Linked DNA regions of Mus musculus: regions 1 and 2 are each linked to region 3. The links are chromatin contacts, called in public Hi-C maps. All regions are on one chromosome and are shown on one strand. The core of a region is the stretch at or near the end of the contact, and the rest is flanking DNA. Distances in the headings are between cores, read along the strand shown. Region 1 overlaps Enox1 (ecto-NOX disulfide-thiol exchanger 1). Region 2 overlaps Enox1 (ecto-NOX disulfide-thiol exchanger 1). Region 3 holds the start of Enox1 (ecto-NOX disulfide-thiol exchanger 1).

The links. Hi-C and Micro-C count contacts between places; a contact is called where the count stands out from the background.
Region 1: a Hi-C map of the N1E-115 cell line shows a contact between it and region 3, with 3 times the contacts expected there. The contact joins the enhancer-like site here to the promoter of Enox1 in region 3. A contact is called at or near these places in 7 of 39 promoter capture datasets (the 3T3-L1 cell line, the HPC-7 cell line, HPC-7-derived erythroid cells and 3 more), 2 of 484 Hi-C or Micro-C datasets (the N1E-115 cell line and nephron progenitors), 3 of 115 datasets of contacts at active chromatin or transcription factors (embryonic forebrain and embryonic stem cells) and 2 of 9 other capture datasets (adipose tissue and pancreatic islet).
Region 2: a Hi-C map of cerebral cortex shows a contact between it and region 3, with 2.9 times the contacts expected there. The contact joins the enhancer-like site here to the promoter of Enox1 in region 3. A contact is called at or near these places in 12 of 39 promoter capture datasets (the 3T3-L1 cell line, 3T3-L1-derived adipocytes, the HPC-7 cell line and 7 more), 1 of 15 datasets of contacts at CTCF or cohesin (the NIH/3T3 cell line), 7 of 484 Hi-C or Micro-C datasets (the N1E-115 cell line, cerebellum, cerebral cortex and 2 more), 16 of 115 datasets of contacts at active chromatin or transcription factors (astrocytes, bone marrow-derived macrophages, craniofacial prominence and 10 more) and 1 of 9 other capture datasets (embryonic stem cells).

What each region holds. Positions count from the first base shown.
Region 1 is chr14:77,307,225-77,311,261 of GRCm38.p6, forward strand. The region is part of intron 2 of Enox1 (ecto-NOX disulfide-thiol exchanger 1); the gene reads left to right. Among named protein-coding and RNA genes, the nearest start is that of Gm41217, 62 kb to the right of the region's middle. Within about 2 kb of position 2,232, at least 8 of the 459 cell types and tissues checked have an H3K27ac peak or open chromatin away from gene starts, as enhancers often do. A contact at or near this core is called in the N1E-115 cell line, where this site is marked.
Region 2 is chr14:77,407,916-77,411,531 of GRCm38.p6, forward strand. The region is part of intron 4 of Enox1 (ecto-NOX disulfide-thiol exchanger 1); the gene reads left to right. Among named protein-coding and RNA genes, the nearest start is that of Gm41217, 39 kb to the left of the region's middle. Within about 2 kb of position 1,791, at least 11 of the 459 cell types and tissues checked have an H3K27ac peak or open chromatin away from gene starts, as enhancers often do. A contact at or near this core is called in cerebral cortex and hippocampal neurons, where this site is marked.
Region 3 is chr14:77,154,708-77,158,679 of GRCm38.p6, forward strand. It overlaps Enox1 (ecto-NOX disulfide-thiol exchanger 1), which reads left to right and starts at 2,056. Exons shown (of 19, transcript NM_172813.3): 1 at 2,056-2,335.

The sequences.
Region 1 (4,037 bases), core at 982-3,481, 150 kb after region 3:
TATGTTCTAATCTTCTGGCTTCTCATTCTCTGGCTCGTTTTGTCTTTAACTGTGTCTAGCTTGTTCTCTCTGTAACTTGTCTTCATAGAACTGCCCTGGTAAAACTGTCATAAATACACATACACCACACCACACCACATCACACCACACCACACCACACCACACCACACCACACCACACCATACCACACCACACCATACCACATATGTACCTTTTTCTCTCTCCTGCTGCCCTTAAGTATCGTCTCTTTCCTGTGCTGGTCTCCTGTGAGTTGGGTCTATCTTATGTCTGACTTATTCTGTCAAATCATTCTCTTTTTAATTACTTTGCCTGCCCTTCACTTTCAAACGTGGCTACTTCCTTTTACAAACTAACCTTACCTTCATTGTTAGGGATTTAAAGTGTGTACTAAGGGTGTGTCTACATTCCTGCCAGATCATCCAGTAATCCAGGATGTATCTATATTCCTGCCAGATCATCTTTGGACAAAGCAAGGGTGTCGCTGGATTAAAACTCCTCTACATTTCAATTTTATTCATTATAGATCTTTATAAGCATGGTTACTATGCCTCAAGATGTGGATTAAAGGAATGCGTCATTCCAGATCAAACCTCATGTGTCATCCCACCCCAAACAAATGTATGGCCGGGTCTATCACTGCAATACCCAGTCCCTGGCACAAACTTCTGTCTTGGTTTGAGTTTCACTGCTGTGAAGAGACTCCATGACCAAGGCAACTCTTATAAAGGAAAACAATTAATTGGGGCTAGCTCACAGTTTCAGAGGTTTAGTCCTTTATCATCATGGTGGGAAGTATGACAGCATCCAGGCAGACAAAAGTGTTGGAGAAGGAGCTGAGAGTTCTACATCTTGATCCAAGAACAGCAGAAGTGGACTGGATGTGTTTTACACTGGACATAGTTTGAGCATTTAAGATCTCAAAGTCCTGACTCCACAGTGGTGTACTTTCTTCAACAAGGCCACCAATAAGGCTACACCTTCTACCAGTGACACTCCCTAAGGCCAAGCATTCAAACACATGAATCTATGGGGCAATCCCTATTTAAACCACCATAGTGTGTGTCACTGTGTGTAGGTGTGTGTGGTTGTATAGGTGTGCATAGGTATAGTCTCCTCCCTTATCAAGTCTCCAAAACGTTTTTTTTTCTAAGCTCGGATTTCAAGCTAAACCTATTTTCTCAATCCTGCAAAATCTATGAGAACAAAGGTGATTGAAATGTCCTGTCATTCTCAGATCATTTATGAAGGGAACATTGGACATTTATTTTACCCTAGATTTGGAGGACAACTGGGACTAAGAGTAGGAAAAACAGGAAATGAGAAAGCAATATGAAGGCCAGGGATGTAGTTTAGTGGTAAACCTCTTCTCCAGCATGCACTGGTACTGGGTTGGATTAATAGCACATGGCTAGAGTCACCATGTGGGCTAGAGGGAACAATCTGAAAATCTCTTAAGATAATGTAGAGACAACCTATAAGCATTTACTATGCTGCCAGTCCTAAAACTCCTGGTAGCTTCCCACCAAAGTCAGAGGGACTCAACCTGTCCATGTCCTAATCTCACCTACTGTTCTGTCAGTACCTGAGAGTACAGCCTTACACAGAGCCATTCCCACATCTGAGAATACAGTGTAAAACAGCTCTTCCCATAGCCGAGACTACAGCCTTACACAGAGCCATTCCCACAGCTGAGAATACAAGGTAAAACAGCCATTACCATACCTGTGACACAGCCTTACACAGAGCCATTCCCACAGCTGAGAATACAAGGTAAAACAGCCATTACCATACCTCAGCCTTACACAGATGCATACCCACATATGACAATACAAGGTTCCACAGAGTCGTTCCTACTGGGTCCTGAGTCCTGGGTGCAGAGGCACCTGAATGTGACATTGACGTCTCCTTCTCTAAGAGCCATAGTTTCTGGCTGTCCAATGCTCTTTTATTATTGTCTGCGCACAATACCTCTTGTCTTTAATCCTTAGTTGACAAGTCTGACAAAATATGCAAGATTCACCCTACTTTGCTCATTTCTAATCACAGGTGAGATAATTTCACTCAGAGTTCATAGAATTAGTAGATAAATGAAAAGAATTGGTCCTGAGGGCAGTTGACTGTGGATAAACTTTGTAAGGCCTGTGTGTTATGATTGCTCGAATTCCGTGAGGAATGAGGAACCTGGACTGTCTGTGTTCACTGGGCTTTCCTAAGCAGCACCATTAGAAGGGCGACAGCTAACTGCATACAATATGGTCCTTGTGGTCATTGGCTCTCTTCCACTTGGTCCAATGTACGAGACAGGTCAAATTCTCAGGTTGGAAGGTGGCAGAATTCTTGGTCCAAGCCATCACTCACTGTCCCATCCTCTGCTTGGCATCCCTGACACGCCTGCTTGCTCTTTCTTTCTCTTTTGCTGCCTATTTCCCAAGCAGCAGTTTTCCCCTAATGATTGAAGGCAATGTCTCTGCTTTTCTCCAGTGATGGTCTCTCCCCTCCCCTGAGCTCCTTCCAGACTTGTCAGCTTGGCAATCTGCCCCCGAGGCTTTGGTTTGCTGTTGGCCAGTCTGCTTTACAAAGGACTCTTGCAGAGCAAGCTGGAAATTTTGAACATCTCTTTTGGATGTGAATAATTCCCTTCACGTTTGTTAAATAACTCAAGTATGAAATATAGGATAATTTTTATTGAAGTAGTTTTTTTCTCAGGGATGAATCTCCAGATTGGTTATCCAATACCAAGTGGTCAACCCTGAAATCATATACATACAATAATGTTATATGAACTGAGCAGCTTTATTTATTTAGGAATAAATATTCATATATATGTAACGACAGCTAAAGAAGCCGAGCCATGAATTCGTGAGAGATCAAGGAAATGATGTAATTACATTTTAATTCCAGAAAAGAGAGAGAGGATATAGACTGATTACCTCCAATCAATCAAAAAATTCAAGCAAATTCACGCTGACATCATGCCCCAAGTAGAGAATTTCAGCCTTAATCTAATGTGATAAGTTCTAGGCAAAGACAGGTGTATTAGTTAAAATATATAACATATATTTAATAATATCCAGGATTTATAAACAAGGTAAGTGTGTGTGTGTATTTGTATGTGTGTGTTTCTCAGTCTCTTTATCTATTCATCTGTGTATATTTATATATGGATATATGTTTATATGTACACACACATACACACAAATACACACACAGTTTCCCTAAGTCTGAGAAAAACAAACATAAAGCAAGTCTGGTCCGAAGCACTAGGTGTAAGGTATCGTCAGCCAGTGTTTCAGAGAAGCCATAGAGTGTTGTGATGGGAAAACTGAAGTCATGGATGCTTAAATGATGACGCCGAAACCTGCTGGTCTGGCTCTGGGCTAACCCAGAAGTCCAGGCCTGTGACAGGGCCCCTCTGCCCATCCATGGCCAGATGACTTCCAAGACTTTACTGGTTGGCTTCTTCAGGTGGAGCTTCAGGTGTTCTGGCTCTTGGAACTCTTGCTTTCTGTCCCTAGGATTGACGTCAGAGTGAGGATTTTATTGGCTACTGTTGAGACACACACAAGTGTGTGTATGCATATGCACGGTCCAAGGCAGCTCCAAGGCAAAGCAATTTGCCCCTGCCCCTGCGCCCACACACCTACCATTTTTGGTTGTGTCAACCAAAAAGCAGCTGGCAAAGTTCACCAGAATCCTGACATACAACATATTTTACTGATACTGAAAATTCTAAGCATTTTTTCTTACTTCTTATATGTGGACATTGCAGAAATATAGTAACTGAATATATATTTCCATATTTAAAGTAAAAAATGGAAAATACCATACTGTCGATGTATCTTTTTCAAAAGAGCACAAATGTCATTATTTGTTCTTTTGACAACCCCCTATCCCCATCCCCCAGTTTCTTTTGCAGGGAGCCTGGGAAGAAGCCGGGTTTGTTGTTACAATTGTGGTCTTGTTTCCTATAATGGGCACTTGTTTAAACAAAGAAATACTTATCAGGGGAAATGATA
Region 2 (3,616 bases), core at 541-3,040, 250 kb after region 3:
GGTCTCCCCAATACTGTGTCCAGTGCACCTCTGCATCTGTCAGAAGACACTACTCCTTCCTTTGAAGCTTTTCTTCCTTAAAGTGGTTGCTAGAACAGAGTTTGGCTACTGAATGAGACTGGAAAGACACTCACACACCCTTGTTTATCACATGAGAAAACAGTTAAGTGACTAGAACACTAATTTCCTTAGATGTTCACATTCGTCCACCCGCACCACCACCCCACCCCCGCCTCCGCAGTCCTTGGATCTCCTCTTCCTCCTCTGTGGTCCACTTTTATACTTATTGAACATAGATCACTTAGAAACAGATTAGTTCCAGGGAACCCCTTTGGGGTGTGGCTGGGGCTCATGACCACCGTAGATGGTTCTGACACCAGTAGTCCTGTGGTCACACTTTGAGAAAAACCAAACTCAAGGTTTTTGTGCTGGGATAAGCCTTTTAGTGGATGGGGTGGAAGAATATCAGCAATTTTTGCTGGACTTTATGGATTTAAAATAAAAGACTTAGAGATTGTCATGACTGATCCACTGAGCCATGGTTACTACATCATGGCTAAGACACAAATTCTATGTTCTTGCCCCCAAAACACTGTTCCCCAAAGGCCTACCAAACCATGACTCTGCATATTGAGGTGTAACAGAAAAGTAGTGCTTTATAAATAATCTCCATTTACTCTGAGCTTCTGCCCTTCTAAACTTGAGCGTTACATTTTCACCAGGCTCTGGTGGTGGTATGTAGTCGTGTATATATTCTTTAAAGTCCAGTCTCGGTGCAGTAGATACCGTGGTGCAGACAGTGAGAGCCTGTTCTCTGTACTTTCCCAGCCTCTCCCTGGTTGCTAAAGGAGCTCTAGAGTGGTGTGGTGGAAAGTGTACACACACAGAGATGCGAGACCAAGGCGCCAACGGTAGCTCCTTCATTAATTTGCTTTGTAACTTTGGCGAATCCCTTCATTTCTCAGAGTATGCATCATCATCTATGATTTTGTGTGCTTAAGGATAAATTTTTATATTTTGAAATACGAAGATCATTAAAATGGATTAGAGGTGATTTTCCCTCATTAGGAGTAATTCATCAGCTCTGCCATATTTGTATGAAATGACTAATACAATTTTTTTTATTAAACCCAGTACACAAAAAGCTCATTAAGCCACTCCTGGCTTACCCAAAGTAGTATTTTATTTAAGGCAATTGCTATTCCCTAGTAATCTAGATTTCTGTGGTTTAGTAGTAAAATTATTGAATTATCTGAATATATTTAATATGGACTCGTTTTTTTTCCCATCATGAGGCATAGTTCTGCCTCATGTTTCAGGGAATAGATATGACTGAGAAGTGCTCGCCTCTGAGTATCAGATGCTGGCCTCTGGAGAGGAAAGGCCACCTGCCTGTCAGAGTGCTGCTCCTGTGATCTGGTCCATAAATGCGTGATCATGGACTTGGGACTCCATTAGATTCATGATGCTGTACACATCCAAGGATATCTTTTTGAATACTCAAATGCCCTGTCAGCTTTAAACCTCAGAGCAGCTTCCTTCCCCTGCCTTGTGGTTTTTACGTCTCCCCTCATGTATTAAGGCCTCCTCTCTGCTGAGGCCCGAGCCAGGTGTGGAAGACAGCATTTGTATTCCAGGGACCTCTGGACTTGGCCTTAAAGCAAGGCATTATGCTGTGAAAACTTGAGTGTAGGAACGTGGTTATCTCCCATTCAGTCTTTACACTCAGACTTGCTTTTGCATTCAGACTGAACGAGGAGATGTGGCTCTGTAGAGCTCAGGAAACAGCAAGTTCAACAAAGCAGAAGGAGTCCCTCTGCGTGTAGGCTGTACCAGCTGTCCTCCAGGAGATGAGGACAGTCACTTGTCACATGGAAAAGAGAATGCAAGCCCCTCCTGCCCCTGCCGATGGGACCAGGAAGACCCAGCCCTGATGAGTGCTTGCTCTCCAATCTGGGATGGAGCTCCAGCACCACTGACAGTCCTGCTTGCTTCTCTCTGGCTCGCATTGTCCCCTGCACAAGAGCACAAGGGATGAGCGAGAACCTGGACTTGAAGTGCCCCGCAAGCACTTTGTATAGTGGTCATTTCTCTGCTCTAAAATTATTCTATTGATTTGTGTCTGTCACCATTGTACCTAAAAAGAAAACTTAATTGGTCTCTTACGGGGAAGGGCCTATTTCTAGAAACAAGGAGTATCTCATGCTAGGCAAGAGCCAAGTTCCTTTTGCATTTTGACACAGTAGGATTGTGGATCCAAGGATGCTCTTCTGGCCCCTTTTGGAAACCGTGGCTGTGACCTCTAGTATCCATCTCTATGAAAATGAAATTTGTGTTCCCAATAAAGTGTCTAAACATCACTACTATACGTATTTCTGTGAGCTCCCCTCCTACTTGCCCTTCCTCCCTTCAGCTAAGTTTGAGGAACACTGAAGCATCACCACCCAGGTCTTTACATGGGCGGGGTGGTAGGCACGAAGCAGCACGGGAAGGATCCTAGTTCCTGAGCGGCTGGGTCCTCTTCCTCTGGACTATTATTGGACTAAGGCTATTATTGGCCAAGCATACTTCACATTTGACCATACGTAGGAGTGGGGTTTGGAGTGATGCTTTGAGAACGGAAATCCACTCATATCTGAATCAGCCCGATGGTGTCCGCACAGTGGGTGGGTGAGAGGATGAGAGGATGAGTGGGTAAATCTTCTGACGGAGGTCCTTGTCACTCCATCTGCCAGCCCAGGGTGACTCCAGATACTCACATCTAGAGAGCTGTCTTGCCCTACAGCAAAGTATTTGATGTGAGAACTTAGCATCTGGAAGATAGAAAGGTCTGTTAATAGCTGCCATTCTTACTCATTGATACCTTGGCTTCTTTAGACCCAGGGACAAGGACCCTGACTTGTCTAAAGGGCAGAGGTGCTCCCTCTGCAGTTCTTGCTGCTTGGTGGTACAGTGGAGGAGGCCATGGGATGCAGCAGCCCCTGTAGATGCTGCAATCCCTCCGGAGTCTCTCCTGTGCCTTTGTTCACCACAGCCACATGTTTGACTCTTAGTGTACTCCTAACAAGGGTGCAAGTGCCTGAGTCAGGGTTGGGTCTCACTCTGTCATCATGGCCTAGGGCAAGCTACTGCTCTTCCTTGAAATGAGAAAACCCAAGTGCCAAGATTGTTACAGAAATCAAATAAGGCATCTAATAAATGGCGGTTTCCCCTTCTCTTCTTCCTTCGTTGGAGGGAAAGTGAGTAGCTGGGACATTCCTTCTTTGGTCTGCTTAGTACATGCTGTATTTCGAGTGTCTGTGCAATATCACATATTTTGAAAGCACAAAAGATCTCTTTTGAATTCACATGAGATAATGATAAAAATCCTCAGCTGATAATTAACGTGAGAATCCTTTTCTGTACTGGGGAGAGAAAATCACATTAGCTTAATCTCTTGATTGTGGGCCACGATAGAACACAGCTGCCTTTAAACAGAGCCGTAGGATAGATTACAGCAGGTTAGGACTTCTGGCCTTGGTCCTTTCTGGATGAGGCAGTTCATCCTGGTATGCATGGGACTCTGGCACGTAATGTGTGTGTACCCTTCACCTTTCCACAGGACCCATTTCAGTGG
Region 3 (3,972 bases), core at 806-3,305:
TATTTGAAGAAGTTGCAGCTTTGAGAGCATTCTTCCACTCTGGTAGGTAAGACAAATATGTGGCAAATGAACAGAATTTTATAAACATTTGAAAATTGTCTTGGAAGACTGTCTTACATTGGTGGTCTAGTTTGCCTATCGGCGGTCCAGTCTGCATATCTGCTCCCAAGTTTTAGAAATTCTTTTCAAGGCAGCGTTTTAGATATCTAAGTTTCTCATTTAACAAAACAAGAGTTCCAAGATGATAGCCAATGTCTCTTCAGAAGACTGTAAATGAAATGACAGTGAAGTCATTGGAAGGGACCCCCTAAGAGAAAACATAAAATGGATTTATTTGGAGGCACCCAGATAAATCCTTTTTAATTCTCACTTTATTTCAGTTATAGTTCACAGCTGTGGTATCATGGCTGGCAAGAGAGGCAGCTCATTGGAAGAGCCCGAGTTCAAAGGAATTGAAATTGAGCGTGGAATGTGAAATCGAGAACTCTTGCTTCTAAGAAGATGACTGGAAATACTGAGATTGGAGGAAGCCACCCTGAAGCAGCAGCAGAATTAGCAAGCCCCAGTGACCTTGTAACGTATGGGCCAGTGTTTAGTGCCTAGTGTTCCTGACAAGAGAAAAGCTTGCTTCTGACCAGCATCTAGAGGCAGACAGATTTAACACCTCCTTTCCTATCCTTTTCTGTAGAAGGGAGTGTAGAAACTGCCAAGTATCTGCAACTCGGTGACTTGGACCTTTTTTGAGAAGGTTAGGTGTCCCCAGGATCTTTATCCTTTGCTCAGGCAGATTATACCACCAAGTTCCTTTCTGAGTGCTCTTTTCGTGAATCTTTTGGTAAATTTGCACAATGGGTCAGTCTTCTCCTATGTTCCTTCTTTGCACTGGGGCCTGGCAGCCCGAGGGGAAAAATAGTCTTTCACACAGGGAACTGGCATACGTTTAAATCAAGCAAGCCTAGTGGGATGGTAATGACATTCCCACCATCTGAGTTTCTGCCTTCAGGATATGTGAAGCTAGAAAACAATGTCATTCATTCAACATTTATAGAGAACACACAGTGTACAGGGGCGCTGTGCAAGTCTTGGAGGGCAGGCAAAAGTGCAAACCCTAACCCGCTCTTGAGGATTCCTGCCAAGAAGAGCATGACAACTGCAACACGGACCTTACACTCCTGGAAGGAATTCTTGGGTGAATAAAGTCTGCTTATTTAAAGTAAGCATGGAAAACTATACCAACAGCTCGATGTACCTTTCAGGAATAGGACAGATAAGTGGGATTTAGTCATAATCTCTAAGGTGTTAGAGCGCTCGGTGATGAAGGTGTTCTCAGCTTGCTTTGAGTTACTTGTGTATCGGGACAGTTGGCAGAATCCTAACAAAGAGAGGGCCAATACTTCTATATGGAGGTGGCTAACTTTGAGGGAAAGTGGCTTCCAAGGAGAACAAAAAGGTAACATTTTCATCTGGAGCGATCCCAACCACCACTGAGGCATCCTAATACCCTGGGTAAAACCTCTGTGCCCAGGCTCAACCTTAGACAGCGCCGGGTTGAGCAGTGCATCTCAGCATCCTGGAGTCCACTGCACGCACCGAGTTCCCCCCCGCACCCCGGTCGCCTGCCTGGCGCCTTCAAGGTCGCCATGGCAACCATGGGGTACCAAGACCAGTCCCTGAACGTCCAGCCTAGAAATTCAAACTGGCAGCAGTGGCACGAGCGAGTCGCCTCAGCTCCTCCCCCGAGGGAATAGCGCGATCCTCGGCCGTGGGCACCACTTGTGCAGCATCAGTGGCAGAGCGCTCCTCCGGCTCCAGATCGGCCGGGATCCGGAGCTCGAGCGCGCCACGCCGCCTCTCATCTGGTTTCTCCGCCGGGCCAGTCGCTTCTTCGGGCCAGACAGGCCGCCCATCCTTTCACCGCTTTACGGATTTCCGGGGGCGACGAATTTTGCCTCGGTCCCTACGAGCATCTCTCCGCTTCGCTCCCCCGCCCCTCGCGACTCCCCCCACTCCTGGGCGCGCGCGCGCACACTCACTCACACTCTCAGGCGCGCGTGCGCACGCCCGCGCGCCCCGAGCCGCGGAGTCTCCAGCGCCCCTGAGCAGATCCCACTCTCCCGGGCGCTGCTACTCACACAGGCTTCCAGCCGCCACGGGGCGTCCTCTGTCTGCGGCAGCAGCGGCGGCGCGAGCGGAGGCTGCAGTCTAGCCGGGTCTGGCTGCTCGGCGCCCTGGACAGAGTCCGGCAGAAGCGCGATCGGGAGGAGACGCCGAGGCAAGGAGGAGCCGCGCCGCGCCCGGCGCTCGCTTGCCTCGAATCCCCGCACCGCGGCCCCAGGTAAGCGGCTCCGCGGCCCGCAGCATCCCCGGGGCGTAGGGACTCGCCGCCCATGGGGGGTTCCCGGTCCCGCCCCCGTCGTGGCCGGGGAACAAGGCACCGAGGGGAGTGGGCGAGGGGGGAGGGGAGCGGAGCTGGAGGTGAGGCTGGAAGGCAGCGGTGTGGGGGAGCCCCCTGCGCCCTTCCCCGACGCTCCTCGGGCTCCCGCACTTTTATGAGCCGGGGGTGCTCAGCGCCCCACACAGATGTACTCCGCTCTTTTTTATCGCTGGCCGGCTAGAGTCCGCTCGGGCTCCGCGCCTACCACGCACCAACCGCCTCCCCTGCACCTTGGACAGCGCACCCCGCCGCTCGCCTCCCGGGGACCGCACCCGGGACCCTGTCCTGCCCGCGCAGCCCTCCGGTTGTTCCGTTCTTCCCATAGTGTCCTCCTCCTGTCTTGCATAGCATCTCCCTGCCTTGGCGTTCTCTACTCTGGCGCGGGCCAGAAACTTTCCTCTCTGCCCGATCTGCGCGAGGTACTATTGTTGTTATTTGTGTCTTTCCTTCTCGCTGGGAACTGGACACAAGGACAGGTCTTCCTCTGCGGGCGATCGCCTGCCTTTCCCAGTCCAAGACCGCACTGGGCAGCCGGACTTGGACACCCGGCCGGCGCCTCGGCAGCTGGACGCCCGCGGGTTCCCCGCCTCTCTGGACACGTGCACTCCTCCCACGGACGCGGCCCCTCCCGGACCACCCTATGTCCTACCCCTGCATGGCCACGGCCACCCCATAGGTTGGACACCCGGGATCGCGGGCTCTGATTGGTTGATCTCATAACCCCGCCTCCTTGGAGGGGGTGGTTCTGGAGTGTTGTGGTTGTCATCCCGCAGCGAGCACATGGGGGAAGTGGGGTCGACAGGTGGGGAAACCCAGCTCTATGGCATACACATCCCAGTGTATGTAATCCGGCTAGTATCATTCCTTCAAATTGCACATTGTGCTTTACTCCCCCTTCCGCAGTCTTCCACTGTTATAACATTTTAAAAAATTTAAATTTTGTTGAGATTATGTTTGTTCAGTGGTAGTGGTTTTTAAAAGTAGCTTTAGGAGAATGCAGGAAACGAATGCACGAGAGGAGATTCATGGCAAACTGGGCTGCATGTTTGAGTTTGGTCCTTTGGAGGAAGTAGTGAAGGGTCATTAAGGGATCTGAAGAAGGTGAAGAAAGGAGAAGGGAAATGGATTGTTGGCAGAGACCCTGGTGCTTACGAACCCAAGGAAGGAGGTGGTGGGTCTTTTGTAGGTGGCGATGTGAAGAAGTCCCTGGGAGCTCTAGTGGGAGGCAGCTGCGGTCTGCTGAAGACTGCTCTCTGGAAAAGTAGTAATTTTGTCTAGTACTTAGGTTGTGATTAACACACTTTGCTTTTGTTTTGCTAGCGTTGCACTCTTGATAGGAGACTTATAGTAATAATGTCCGTGCACATAATGGATATTGATTATTCCGCTTTCTTGTGATATGCAGATTTGCAAATGGTAATGAATTTCATCCCTCTAGAGGGAAGCATTAGTTAAAGTGCTTCTGAAATATGGTGAGACAAGACGGATGGGCACTGTGTGAAGTCTAGAGACTGTCCTGACATTGTGTAGTGCCATTC